2 separate regions of the Anser cygnoides genome follow, and region 1 is linked to region 2. A link is a contact called in public Hi-C data. All regions are on one chromosome and are shown on one strand. Each heading gives the region's core, a stretch centred on a gene start, on an enhancer-like site or on the middle of the called end of the contact. The rest is flanking DNA. Distances are from core to core; before and after follow the strand shown. Region 1 overlaps WASF2 (WASP family member 2). Region 2 holds the start of SESN2 (sestrin 2).

The links. Hi-C and Micro-C count contacts between places; a contact is called where the count stands out from the background.
Region 1: a contact with region 2 is called in a Hi-C map of liver, with 2.4 times the contacts expected there. The contact joins the enhancer-like site here to the promoter of SESN2 in region 2. A contact is called at or near these places in 2 of 7 Hi-C or Micro-C datasets (both in liver).

Annotation. Positions count from the first base shown.
Region 1 is chr24:3,512,972-3,520,400 of Taihu_goose_T2T_genome, forward strand. The region is part of intron 2 of WASF2 (WASP family member 2); the gene reads left to right. Among named protein-coding and RNA genes, the nearest start is that of WASF2, 7.2 kb to the left of the region's middle. Within about 2 kb of position 1,735, at least 1 of the 3 cell types and tissues checked has open chromatin away from gene starts, as enhancers often do. A contact at or near this core is called in liver, where this site is marked.
Region 2 is chr24:3,384,777-3,391,908 of Taihu_goose_T2T_genome, forward strand. It overlaps SESN2 (sestrin 2), which reads right to left and starts at 2,754. Exons shown (of 10, transcript XM_066982442.1): 1 at 2,541-2,754. The coding sequence starts at 2,618.

The DNA.
Region 1 (7,429 bases), core at 485-2,984, 130 kb after region 2:
TTCCTGGTGAATGCCGCGCCGAACGCAACGGGGCATTTTTAGGTTGCAATTCAGGAGGCATTTGTGAGCGGTGATTCATAACAAATAATACAAGCTCCGCGATAACTGCCAACCCAGTTTCTCGGCATGCCTTGAACGTATCTCATTCTTCGGGGCTGGCCTAGGAAAAGTTGATTTCATTCACAAAGCTTAGATAATCGTGTGGCGTGGGCGGAGGGGTTAAAACTTCAGTGATTGCCTCATGCGCGCGGAGTTACGCTGGTAAATCAATCTCTTTTTTTTTTTTTTTTAATGGTGATGGGAGAACAAAGAGGGTTGAGATTAACCTTCCCACAAACCCGGGTTAGTTTTCTTTGTCAGACTGCAACAAGGAAGATGTCAACAAGTGCGAAGCTCCACTTTAATCCTCGCAGGTGGTTGGTTTGGGTAGGCTTTCCGGACTCGGACGCTGAATGATTTTGCAAGCGAGGCTTCTCCCTTGGCGGAGCCGGGTTTGGGGATGATACGTAGCGCTCGGTTATGCAGCCGAGCAGAAAACACTGCTGCCCGCACTGCGCAGCTCGGGCAAACCGGGAAGACGAGGGAGCAGCGACGGTTGGGGGGTGCTGGCGCGTTCCTGTGCCCTCGTCCGGGAGGGGCCGGGGGCACCTGGCAGAAACACCCAGCCCAAAACCACTCCCAGGGGTTACAGCAGCCGGGACGGGACTCGGCGCGGCCGCCCGGGGCTCAGCCTGCTCCTCGCCGTCGCTTCTGAAGCTCAGGGTGCACAGGAGGCAAAGCAGAAGTGACGCTTTCCCCGTGCTGAAAGAAACTTAGGAAAGCAAAACTCTGCTCTTTTCCCAGCAGAGCAGCTGCCTGTCCGACAGCGTTGCTGTTCTCGCTGCTAACGGGGGCTGCAGTAAGAAGTTGTGTATTTATACTGAGCCTTTATTCTCGCTGCACAAGGCTAAATATTTGCGAGATCAGGCCCTCGCTTACCACAGATTAACATTTATTTAAATATTTTCGGTATTTATAAACACCGGCTTTAAAAAAAGGCGTGTGGAAGTGGCTTCTGGGTAATAAGCGAACGCCTGCTCAGAGCAGAACCACCCCGGTGACATTTACTTCCTTTGCATTTTTGCAACTCCGTGCAGTAAAAAGGCCGCGTGTTTTCCTTTCTGAGGAGGGGAGGCTCGCTGCCGGGGCGGCTGATCAGGCCCCGCTGCAGGTAGGAGCTGCCGCAGGAGGTCGGCAGCTTCGGGGCTGATCCCGAGTTGTGGTTTTCTGGTAGGTAGAGGTTTTTTTTTGTTTTTCCTTCCCGGGAGGCAGCAGGGGGAGGTCCCTTCCCAGCAGAGCCGAACCGTGAACTTCCACGTCGTGCTGTTGAGCAAGCAGCACAAAGCGGTCGGCGCAGCCTCGGTCCAAAGCTCGCCTTCAACTGAGAAACGCTTCCTCGAGATCCTGCCTTAATTCCGGAGCTTGCAGGAAGGCTTCCTGGCGCTGGGTTCCCGCAGGAGCAGTGGAGCACGGACGGATCTCGTGCGTGCCTCTGCTGGGGGCTTTGCTGGAGAGATGGTAAAGGACCAGGAGTCTCGGTTGGTGTCCCCCCAACCAGGGTCAGCAGCAACCTGCTCTGTTCTTGTGGCGCCTTCCCTGTCATCTCCTCTCGTGGAGCGGGACCCCGGCCCCGAGTTTGGGAGAAGTGGGGTGTAAGGGGTGCTGTGATGGTGGGAGAGGAAGATGGGGGACTCCTGTGCATCGGCAGCGTTTCACATTTGCTCTTGAAGGCCCGAATCTCGGCACGGGAGGTTGTGGCTGTGCCGCTGCGCCAGAGCTGCTGCTCTGAGATCGCCGCTGACCTCTCCTCTGGAAGGTTTCAGTTCTCCTGCGCAGTAACAGGACTGGTGTGCTATGGAGAGGGGGGCGGAGAGTGCACCAAGAGCCCTCCACTGCAAAGAGTTCCTCACTACTGCTGTAAATCAAACCTAAACCAGGAGTTCGGCACGTGGCTTTCTGCTGGGAAGCCCTCAGTAGGAACTGAGATCTCCTCTTGTGCCGTGTGGTGCCGTCACATAACCTCCTCGCTTATTTATTCAGTACGGACGGTGATGCATCGGTTTGACCGACTGCTTTCTGAAGCCGAGGCCCTCTTCTTCCCGCACGTGGATCTGAGATTAAAATCTAATTGTAAAGCGAAGGGGGCAAGAGGAGGAAGTGTCTCCTCACCCGGTGCATGCTGAATGTGGGCCTTGCTGCCCCGGGGTTGCACAGATGCCAGCTGTTCGGGTGCGTTCAGAAACCGATGAGAGCAGTTCATGGAAATGAAATCCGCAGAGGACAGTTCAGTGATGGCGTTTCTTTCGGCGTGGTCCGAAGGCCCAGAAGATTGCTGTGACGTGGAAGAGGACAGCAGGGAGAATCATTGCTCCGTGCTTGCCGTGTTTTTGGGCTCTCTTCTTTCAGCGCCTGATATCTGGCACCCACGGGCAGGGGATGCTGCGTGTCTGCAGGCCGGATGGCCGAGCCTGGCCGGCCTCGGTGTTCTTCAGGTTTCATCTCCTGTTCAGGCGCTGACGTTTCCCGTGATGTTACGGAGCCGTGTGCTTCTGCCAGGCCTCCATTTCTCCTCGCTCGTAAAACTGGGCTAATGACTCTGACCTTTTGTTTGTAAAGCAAAAGGAAAAGGATCAACAAAATACTGGAGCTTATTTACTATCATTACCGAAATGATGAGCCATGCCACTTCGCGGTACTTCAGAGAGGCTTCGCTTATAAGATGCTGGAAATCCCTAGAGAGAGACAGAGAGAGAGAGAGAGGAAAACACGTTTCAGTTAGAAAAGGAGGAGGGGGGAATGTTCCTCCCGGTCCAATCTTGTAAGTATATCCTCCTGCAGCGCATGAGGTAATACCTCCAGCCATCGCCCTTCCCAGCTGGGCGTTTGGAATAGCTGCTGATGGTCTCTGATTTTTTATTTATTTTTTTTATTCTGTACCAGCCAAAGGGGCTGGTGTCACTTAACACGGAGCGAGCCCTGCCTAAACTGTTCACATGCTGAGGAGTTTTGCCGAGCACTTTGTTGACCCGTTTGTATTACCGCTAATAAGATCGAATGTGGTTTTAATTTCTCATTTCCTCTTTTTCACCGGACGCCCTTTTCCTACTTGTGAGAGTCTCACTTCGAGTCTCCGTATCGCAAAAGTCCTTTCTGCCGCTCAAAGAATGAGCGACGCTTTGCTTTCAGGCGGCTCCGCGCTGGAGGGCTTGAAGTGGCATTGAGAGCGGGCTATCAGCCACAATATCTGATGTATCGGCGGAGCCGCGGTTCATGCATGGAGTGCAAAAAATGGGATTTAATTGCGAGGGAGGGGGAACGGCAGCCCCGGGCTGAATGGCTGGGTGAAAGTTCCCCGACCACCCCTTAGCCCGGCGAATAGTTGGTTGAGTGCTTGCCAGAGCGGAAGCGAGTTCCCTTTCAGGCACCCAGCTTTTGTGCACCGTAAGAAAAAGCTCACACTTCGGGTTCGGGCCTTGCAGCTGCAAAAAAAAAAAAAAAAGCGCACACACCCAGATCCTGTTCTTTCAATACCGGCAGCTGCCGAGCCGATCCTGCGCTGGAGGAAGGCGTGTAGCTGCAAACACAGCTTGTGCAAAACCTTTACCTTCTGTCTAGGGCAGCACGAAACAACTGGCTGCTTCCCCTTCGGAGGCTCCGTTAGAAACGCGCGTAATTAACTCGCACAAAATAGCCTCGTGGTCGCTCTTGAGAATTCAGCCTCGTATCAAGGAGGTTGCGTCTAGGGGCCGGCTTCACACGAGAGGTTTCCAGAAAGCAGCTTATTTATAGACCTTGCGGTGAGCTTTGGTAGAAGGACTTGCATCTTTAGCATCCCGACCAGGCCCTGATCTCTCCGCTTCCGAAGGGGTCGGCTCAGTAACGCGATGGTTTCGGCCCCTCCGAAATACTTCGGGGCGATGCGGAGCCCTTGCAGATTACAGAAGGTGAGATCACCGCTGGGCTCAGAATGTGCAAAATGGAACCGACGGTTGAAAAAAAGACTTGTTTTTCTTTTTTTTTGGCCGTCCCAAGGAGATTACGCAGGCGTCTGTCGCCGCATCCAAACTGCAACTCGACCTCCCCTGTCAGACCAGGGGGCCTGACGGAACCGCTGGAGCCTGCCTGGAAGGTTCTTCGGTCCCGCTGGCTGCGCCGGTGGAGAAAGTGAGCGCAGGGCTTGTCATTGTGCTGAGCGAAACCAGAAGGCTGCTGCTGCTCCCGGCTCCCCGCAGCTCTGCCTGCAAATCCCCAGCGGCAGCCCGGGATCACGCGCCGTGCCCGGGCGTTGTGCAGGCGGCCTGAGCGCGCACAAAAAGCAGACCCCGCGTCTGCACGCAGGTGAGGGAGGGCCAGGGAGCCCCAGAAGCGGGGCAGGCCCCTTCTCCTCGCCCTCGCGCACGGCCAGCCCAGGACGAGAGCAAGGGGAACGGCTCGGAAAAGCCACCAGGACATGGGGGCTTCTGGTGCGTGGGGGCTTGTCAGGCCTGCCACGTTTCAGGAGCGCCTCCGTTGCCCTTTCTCCGCTCCTGACATCCAAAAAGCCTATTAAGGGTCCTAATGTGGCATCATATATAACATTTTTTGCCTCCCACAATAGAAAACCCATGTGTTATTTTGACTTTATGAAGACACTGTTTATAAACCACTTTAATTTAGATGCTCGAGGCTGTCCTCTTTTTTTTTTTTTTTGTGACAAATCCCAGCAGATAAAACACTTCTGGAAAATATCAGGGAGTCACTGTCTGCTTTTTTTTTTCCCCCCTCTCATGTCAAAGGTTAACTTAAAATATTAATGCTGCAAAGATTCATTTAAGATATTTAAAACTGTTCAGGCAAGAATACATGTACATATTGTAATTACTTCCTTTTTCTTACAATTAAAGTAATTGGATTATATTTAATGAGCTATTTACATTTAATAATTAAGAAAAGACTTATCTTTGCAGTATTCCCCAAGTGCAGCAGAAGGGTGGGGGCACTCGGAGCTGTGATATAATTATCTAGGCGTGAGTTGAAACTGAAAGAGCAGTTGAGCTGTATAGAAAACACTTGGAACGGGTTTGTTCCTACTCTTTCATTAATCAAAATAGTTTAGCGCGCGTTAAAGGAGAGGAGGCTGAGCTTAGCTGCAAATGAGACGGAGTTTAGGAAGGTTAAAATACGTTCGGACTTGGGGAATAAGTCGTTTAGGGGGAAAAAAAAAAAAAAACCAACCCACGCCCTCTCTTTCCGTATTAATTCCCCTCGGACGTGAGGGTGCTGCTGCGTTGCGGTCGCCGGGCTTTGCACCGAGCGCTTTGTGAGAGCGGCCAGGCTCCAGCCTCTCCTCCCGCTGCCGGGGGAGGCTGGTGGGAAGGAGAGGAGGAAAACGTGGGGAGGAAACCGTGCTCTCCTCATTAGCAGTAATTCAGCCTGAGAATGAGCGGTTCGGCCGTGTTTGCTTTAGCAGCCGCGCACCATTTGCAGAAGGCGGCCCGGAGATGCGCGCGGCGCGGCGCTGCTACCTGCGCTACCTCAAAATGGAGCTGCCGGGAGCCGCGCTGCCCGGGGCACCGACCCGCGGCCCTGCGAGCCGACACCTTTCCAGCTGAACTCGGTGCCGGCACGGCCTCCGAGGCTCGGCAAACGGGATCGGAGTCTTGCCCGGTGCTCCTTTTGCCTGCGCCGGGACGGAAACGAAGCGGCTTCTGCCCCAGAAAGCTTCACGGCCTCGACCTTTAAGGACGTGCTTTCGGGGCGATCCCGTTTTAGCAGGCTCTCAGCTCGCTGGGGCTGCTAGCCCGGGGAGCTCGCTGGTAGCCTTCGGACCGGGCGTCGTTGGGGACCTCCTGTGGCTGGCCTCGAGCCTGCCCGCTGGCCAGGCCTCTGCCCCACGCTCCTGAAATACCTGAGCGCCTAACGTGGGTTTTCTGTGCCTCGGTAAACCAGGGTTACCTGTTGTGGAGCTTGCAGTCTTGGTCTGCGTTGGCCCCGACCTTGCAGCCCTGCCAAAATTAAGCATGGGTTGACTGGGAAGCGTTCTGCTCCCTTTGCTGCTCCTGTTTCCTAGGAGGCAACAAAGCTCGAGCGCTGGAGGAGCCCTGTCTCTCTCCTGATGTATATCCTCCCAGCAAAGACCTTGAAACCTCTCTGTTTCTGAGCTTTAATTCCTGTTTAATCAATAGTTCCGTATTCTGAGAATCAAATCTCTGTGACAGCTCTCTTTAATTGAACTAAACTGCCTTTCTCTTGTCACATCTCTTCTGGAGTTTTATTTCAACGCGTTTGTTCTGCCTGCGTCCTCGTCAGGCATTGATAGGGATGCCAGGTGACCCTCTTTGTTTAACTTGTTTTTCAGCTAAATGAATGAAAACATTAATTAGGGCAGTGGTGTGTTTTAGGAATAAGAAACAAAATGTCTAGGTCAAGCTGCTGGCGCAGTTTGCGCTCAGCAGAAGCTCGGAGGATCTGTTTGTTCCCCAGCAGAGGCACCCCCGGCCTGATTCCTGCCAGCAGCTTCGAGCTCGTCCCTCTCCAGGAGAACAGGCTGGCGTTTGTATTCCAGCAAGATCATCTTCAGTAGAGCTGATAACAAAAGTTTAAAAGGAAGAGCCAAATTTTCAGTCACACCTGTGCAATCCCCTCGAGGGCAGTAAATGATGATGATAATGCAGGAGCCAGACAAAAAAAAAAAAAAAAAAACGCAGAAAATGGCTTTCCGAGTCTCTTTTGCATTTTTCAGAGCCAGCGGACTGAAAAAAAAAAAACAGAAAAACGGGTATTTTTACTCCGGGAAGCGAGCAGGCTGGCTGTTTGCTGTCTCAAGGGCTGCACAACGCTTCGTTCTGCTGCGGGGCCCGGCGTCGGGACAGCGCGGTGGAGGCGCGCGGCGCTGCTCCTGCCCCGCACCGTGGCCAAAACGCCTCGCCCGTGACGCCGGCAGGTCGTGGCACCCAAATTCTCGGCTCGGTGATCGCAGTGGGTTGTTAACGTGTAGAGGGGTGCTTTGGGGGATCGCCCGTGTTCTCCTGTGGGAGACAGCCCGGGCTTTTGGTAGACCCTGCTTCGGGAAAGCTTTTTGTGGTGGGGGGGGAGAATTCAGCCCTCTTGGAGCCTGGTAAGAGACGTGGGCAGCGTTTTCCCCCGCGCACGGGGATTTACCCGTGCCTCTCCCCCGTGGCTCGTGGGGAGAATAGAGCGCTGTGAGAGGCAGCAGCCCCGCAGCTGCCCTGCGCTGCCGACTCCTGCTCAGCTGCTGCCAGGCTGGGCTCTTAATGACAGATGAGCCCGTGACGCGTTTTTGGGAATGAATACTTGTTACAGCTGGCGGGATGGAGTAGTTTGTGGCATCGCATGGCGGTTTGCTCTATAATTTCGCTCCCTATTGCTCGGATGCAGCACTGATTGCTGG
Region 2 (7,132 bases), core at 1,504-4,003:
GTGGGCAGGGCACGGCCAACGCAGTGCCGCGGCTGGGCGAGAGGCAGGAAACATGCAGCACCAGCGCAAGAAAAGCGAGCGCATCACTCAGCACCGTCCTCCAAAGCCAAGGAGCCTCCAAGGGAGGCAGGCACGCTCCTTGCAGCCCACCAACACGAGGGAAACTCGAAGCGCAGCTCTGCCCCCGGCCCCGCGCTCAGCAGCCAGCTCCACGCGGCCCCGTGCGAGCGGATTCACCTGCAGGACACGGGACATGGCACGGCACGACGAGGGTGCTGGGACAGGCGGGGATGCTGGCGGCAGGGCAGCACGTCCCACCCTCAGTGGGTGGCCAGGAGCTTCCCCGGGCTCTTCTTGGAGGTGCCCAGCAAAGGGAAGAGCCCCGTGGCCGCCTCCTGGCTCCCCCAGCGGAGAGGCTCGGGCACGAGCGCCGCTCCCGCCGGCTGCCCCCACAGCACTAGGGAGGCGGTGGGCGGCCGCGGGGCACCCCGAGCCGAGCGGGGACGGGGCGTGGGGTGGCACGAGGTGGGCAGGCAGCAGCTGTCAGCGCAGCCACGCGCTCCCCACGTGATGGGCAGCGAGGCTCCGGGGGCTCCGACGGCTGCACCTGGCCGGGGCTGCGACCAGCACGGCCCCACGGGCACCCCAGCGGCACCCGCGTCCCCGCGGTGCTGAGCGCACGGGATGGCCCTGCCCTGAGTCACCGCGGGGTGACGGCGGGACCAGGCTCGTGCCATCGCTGCCGCGGGTGCTGAGGTGGCCGCTCTGACTCACGGCTGTCAGACCTTCGGGGAAAGAGCTGCTTCGGTGCTCCGAGAGGCTGCCCGGGACGGGGGAGCAAAGGAAAAACCCCACAAACAAAGCCGCGGGACCCCAAAGGCTTCAAACGCTGAAAGCAGCAGGGAGCCGGAGAGCGCAAACCGTCCCGCTGTGTTTTGGTGACAGCCCAGGGTGACCTTTGAAGGTGCATTTTAATCATTGCTGCGCGGAGGCTTGTAATGTTTTGCTGCATTAAGCAATCCTTTAGGGGCACTGTGCTTAACCCTTGCCACGCCGCCGCGAAACAGCAGCTCACCGCCCGCTTCTGCCGCTGGGGAAACTGAGGCACGGCTCCGATGCTCGACCCCGTGGCAGTCCCACAGCCCGCTGCCGGGCGGTGGTGGGCACGGGGTGGCCGCAGGGTCTCTGGCCCCGAGCAAGCGGCCAGGGAAGGAGTTAATGCCCCGGGAGCGGGAGGACATGGTGCCAAGCAGAGCCCTGGCGCTTGTGCCAGTGCTTAGTCAGGTGTTGGAAAATCGTTCCCGATAAGGAGAGGTTAAACAAACACCAGCGCAGACGCCCCACAGAGCGGGTTCGCTCCTCCAAAAACCGTCGCTTGGCCCCGAGGCCATCCCAGGCTGTACCGGGGGGCGAGAACAGCGCCGGGTCCCGGCCCCGTTGACGCACGGAGCCGACACACGAGTGCAACCCCCGGGCACCAAGGGCAACGGCTGCCCCGCCGGCACCGGCCCCTGCCGCAACCCCAGAACAAACCCTACTAATAAGGGTAACTCCAAACTTGTTGGCAGATGCAGCGGGGGGGGTGCTGCAGAGCCCCACAGACATCCCAGGGCTCCCGTTTTGGCCTCCCAGTGCAAAAGCCCCGGAGCTGTGCGAGACCTTCCCCAGGCCTCCGGGTGGACGGGGAGCTCAGAGAGGTCCCCAGCCACGCAGGACCCGGTGCGTTGGTGCCCTGCCCTACAGACTGCTCGCGGCTGTCCCCATCTACACGGTGGCCCAGACCCCTGGGGCAGGGACCGAGCACTTTGTGCTGGTGCAACCCACCAGGGAGCACGGGGCAGGCTGGGTCCCAAACTCTTTCCCAGCCCTGCTCCAAGACCCGCTCCTGCCCCAAACTCCAGCAGGAGCAGCCCCACGAGCTGCCTGGCTGAGCGCAGGCACCGGGGTTATTTATTGCCCCCCCCCTCCTGACAGGCTGCCGGGCAGGCACAGCGACCAAAGGGGGCCAAGAACTCCCAATTCAGCTCCGAAACGCTACGAGACCGACCTGCAGAGCCACCAGGGAATGGCAGCACGGGCAGAACAACGGGACAGACCCACAACACCCACAGCTGCCCACCCAGGAGGCGCAGGCACGTCCCCCCCCACACACACACACACCCTGCCTCAGTTTCCCTTTGGTTCCCCCCCAGGCCTGGGGGCAGGACGCCCACCCCCCTGCGCACCCGCTCCTGGAGGGTGCTGGAGACCCCGAAACCGCCCCGCGCAGCCACCCCAACACCCCCTACCAGGGCAGAGCCACCCCACTCACAGGTGCTCCCCACACCCCCCTCTCCTCCCCCCTGGCCAAGCAACCCCACAAACACCCCCGAGAGCCGCGCAAGCACCCGGGGGGCCCCAGACCCCCACCCCTGCAGGACCCCGCAGCGCAGCCACCCGCACGAACAGGGCGGGCAGCGGGGCAGCAGCACGGCCCCACAGCCCAGCGGCGTTCTCGCCCTGCCGGCCCCATCCCCGAGGGCAGCGAGCCCGGCTCTTACCTCCTCGCCCCGCAGCGCCCCGCACCCCAAACGCTCCTCCAGCCCCGAGGGGCAGCGCTGCGAGCCGGCCACCAGCATGGCACCGGGATGGGGGCACAGGGCACGGGGCTAGGCGGCTGCCATGGCTGCGGGATCGGGCCCCGGGTGGAGGTGGGCGCAGGATCGGGCCCCGGGGGGCTGCGGGATCAGGATCGGGCCCCGGGGGCTGCGGGAGCCGGGCGCGCCCCGGGCGCTCCGTTCATAAAGCCGGGAGCGTGGGAAGCGGCCCCGCCCCGCCCCTCGCCTCCGCCAATGGGATCGCGGGGGTGTGGCCGCCGCCCGCCCGCCCAGCCAATTAGGGAGGGGAGGCGCGCGGGGGATGCTGGGGGGTGTAGTTTTTGTTAACGGGGGGGGTGAGCGGAGAGGGGCTCGGGAAAGGGGTTCGGGGCTCAAAGGGGGTGGCGCTGGGAGCCGGCGTGTGCTGGGGCCAGGGAGGAAATGTAAAATAAAGTAAAATAAAATAAATAAACAGAATAAAATAAAGAAAAGAAAATATAAAATAAAACAAAGTAGAGTAAAATAAAATAAAACAGAGTAAAATAAAATAAAATAAAATAAAATAAAATGTTTATGGGCAGTGGTGTTTGTCCGAAGCTGCTGCCCCCCTCCCACCGTGGCTCGGTGCCACCACCAGCAGTCCCTGGGTTCCCCCCTCCCGTCCCCCTGCCCCTGCACAGGGCAGGTGGATTTAACGGGGTGCAGAGACGCAACAGGAGCTGCGGGAGCAGCTTTTTCCTCCCTTTCCCTGCGAGGCATGGCCTCCTGTCCCAGCAGAGCGCCGGCTCCCATCCACCCCAGCACCAAACCCTTGCAAGAAAAGAAGGGAAAAGAAGCCCAAAAAAAAAAAAAAAAAGGCCAAACACAACCCGAGCACCAGCAGCCCCAGACAGCGGCGCTGATAACAATCTGGTGCTGCTTGACAGCCCGCACATGGCAAAGTCCAGCAAACAGCAGTCCCTGCACAAACAACTCGGGGTTTGCCTGGCAACAGCCTCCTCCGGCTCAGTTCTGCGCCGCTGCCAGTGAAGCCGCCGTGTCCGCAGCCTCGCCGGCACGGTGCCGCTGGCGCAGCCACAGCCCGCTCACCACGGCACGCTCGCTGCCGTGCCAGCCCCAAGAAGGACGAGGTTTGAAGCTCTCGGCTGCTCCCTTCCCCGGGCACGGGGCCCCGCAGACACCCCCGGCTGTTTTTTAGGGGTGTTTTGCAAGCGCGGCTCTGCAGCAGGGCTGCGGGGTCTGGGCGGTGTTCGGGGTGAGGACGTCGTCTCCTTCTTGCCCACCCTCCTGGGCAAAGCTTCTGGCTCTGGGTTCGCACTGGTGTGATTTGGGATTTGGGAGAGGGTTTGGGTTTTTAATTGTGCCTGATCTGAGCCCTGAGCCAACACCCAGGCTGTGCCTGCTCTGGGTGGAACCCGGCCCCACAATCCCCTCCCAGGGCCCGGTGTTGCCATTTCAGCCCCCCTCACCCAGCTCTAAATGGCTACAGAGGGGAGCCTGCCCCACCAGCCGGGGGGGAACCGCAGCACTTTTTGGGGCACAGGGTGCTGGGGATGCTGCAGGGCCACGGAGGGGCAACCCCCGGCTCCCCAAATCCTCATCATCCACCCAGGGGAGCCACCGGTTCCCGATTTACCCCCGCTGCTCACAGGGAGGTCCACCTGGGGTTCGTCCACCCCAGCGGCAGGGCTGGAGGTCAGGGGCCGAATTCTGCCCCGGCTCAGCTCTCTGCTGGGAGCGGCAGCAACAGCTTGCCGAGCAGCTGGGCATCGGGACGTGGCAGTAATTAGCACGGAGCCGAGCACTCAGGGGCTCAGAGGGGCCGGATGTAACCTGGGGTGCTCCCGCTCCCCACCCTGGTAATGAGCACCTGGTGCCGTGGGTGTTTGGGGGAAAGCAGGGCACTAATAGCCCAAAGCCCCTCTTCTCCCCCAAAACTGCCCCGTGAGTGTCAGCTGGGAGCCTGGCCTGGGTCACCCCCATGGCAGAGCCCCCACCCCGTTACCAGCCCCAAATCCGCAGGATGGCAGCTGGGGAGGGGGTGCGTGTGCGGCCCCGAGGTGGGAGCGCAGGAGCCAAGAGCGCAGCCCCGGTGGCCACGGGCGTCTTCGAGGCAGGGCGGTGTCATTTCGGGTGGACACACGCACAGCACAGCCCCCGCAGGTTTGCCCCATTTCGGGGGCCGAGGGGGGCAGAAGGAAACGATCCCCGGGTGAGCCCCAGCACCCAGTCCAGCTCCACCACCCGCTCCTGCGGCTGGAGAGGACAGCGCCAAGACGCTGCCGGGTGCCCAGCGGGGGCCACCTGAGGCCACGAGCTCTGGTTTGCTCCGAGCACATCAGCCCAGAGCTGAAATCCACCCCTTGCCCTGCAGCACGGCGGGGGGCTGCATCTGGAACCCCTCTGTGCCCCCCAGCAAGCTCGGGACATGAGGGACCAGAGGCTGAGTTGCGCCCGGGCACCCCAGGGCTGCAACCCCGGGGCTAGCGATGCTGCCAGGCGTTTAATATAAAAACACCCCCCCAGAAGGCACCGAGGGCTGTGCCAGGAGGATGTTCACCCTGGGCTTGGCCAGCGCCGTGCCCTGCGTGCAGGGGAGGGCAGGAGGGGCTGCGTGCGGCCGGCTGTGCACTCGCTCGGCAATAAGGAGCGGCACGCGATTCCCCCATCTGCTCCGCAGCCCCAGGTCAGCCGACCCCGGCCGATTAGAGGCGCGTTACCTGCAGCCTCAGCACTTTTCCTGGCCTGTTTGCAGTGCTCCTTCCCACGTAGCAGCCGGCTCGGGCTGTCAGCAGCTTTTCCCCCGCCTCGAGAGCAGCCTGGCAGAAGGAGGTGACCTGCCGCCACCTCTGAGCCGCGAGGGGCCGGTACCCGCAGTGCCCGGTACCCGCTGTGCCTGGTGCTGGTGTGAGCTGGCTCCAAAGATTTCTCCAGCCCCTTCCCATTGCAAATCCCTTCTATCCACACCCCTGTGTGCTTATCCTGTAGGAAAAATGAAAAAAAAAATATACAAAACATCCAAAAATACCCCCGGAGCCCGTGCATTTGGTTAAGCATCCCACTCTCCTTAGCCAGGATGAAATTTCCCAGGTTAGAAAAGTCAGGAAACCCTCGGCAGCGTCTCTCTGCTTGCTGCCTTTTGCACCCCAGCACGCTGCAGGAGCTCGGGGCTGTGCCAAAACCCCACCACCATGCTCAGGCTGACTTCACCCAGGTTATCCCAGCTCCAGCAGGTCGCCCAGGAGGGGAGCCCGGCCCCAGGGCTGCTTCTGGAGCCGAGCATCCCCGGGAGGAAGCAGTGGAGCCAGAAGTGAACCCAGGTGATCCTGGGCAGGCTGCAGCACCTCGAGTCCTTTCATCCTGCGAGCCTCATCCAAGAGCACTTGAGGTGTTATGTTTTGCCCCAGTTTGAGCATATTAATGCTAGGAAATAAAATGCAACAAGGGTTTTTCCTGTGCTAATTCGCACACGTGTACCTGGCTGCACAGAGGCTCGTTACGATATTCGTTGGAAAAAGGGTGGCAAAGGAGAGGCAGCATTTCCTCGAGGGGAAACCCAGAGCAGAACCCAAACACCCTGTTTCCAGAAGCCCTGATCATGGGAAACATGCAACGGCTCACTAATTATTCAGGGAGCGAGGGCGCCCTAGTTAACGAGATGCTGACTGTACAAGTCTGTTGATTTAGCTCCACGGCGCGCGGTAAGAAAGCTAAACAGGAAGGCAGCCGGATTGCTCAAGATAAGTCACCTTAGAGCAAACAGCGAGCTTGCCTGGGGTGAGCCGCTGCCCCGGGTCCCCCCGGGACCCCGTTGGCCTGGTGTCCAGCCGGGCCACACCCCAAGGACGAAGGCAGGCACCGCGGGACCGTGCAGGGGGCTGCTGGGGCACCTGGTGAACCCGTTTCCGTTCCCTCTGCGCTTCGCTCCTGTCCAGAGACTGGTACCCCGAGCATCTGGCCTTGATGGGATGCAGTAAGGGTGCCCGGCCTCTTTATGGGGTGCAGGGAATTTCCCTGCCAGAGGAAACAGAGCCTGGCAGCGATTGGGTTGCTTGGAGCACGGAGGGAGCTAAGCCAGAGCGTGGTCCCCAGCTCTGCAGCACCACCCGCACCAACAGGAGCTGCAGGCGCTCGGGACCTGCATGGCACGCAGGTGGACGTAGCTCCAGCAGCACGAGCACAACAGGAACAGTGGCTTGCACTGGTTTGTACTGGCGAAGGGCTCCTCGTGGCTCTGGAGCCTTCTCCAGCAGCAGGGGGGAGGAGGAGAGCCCCGACGTGCCGCAGCAGCGGGTACCAAATCCTGCAGATCGCTCTGGCACTGGCGAGGGCTGGGGCTGCAGCCAAAACGCCTTTGGACTCCTGGCCCTGCAGAGATTTCCTTGGGCAGGAGGCAAAGGGCAGCCGAGCCTCCTGTGCAGACACCTCTCACGGCACCATCCCAAGGCCGTGCCGGACCTTCCCCACCCCAAAGCCCCCGAACCACCCCCGCAGCAGCCCCCGCTCCCCGCTCCGGCCTCTTCAGCCCGCTCGTGTCGCTGCTCCGAGCAGCGGGG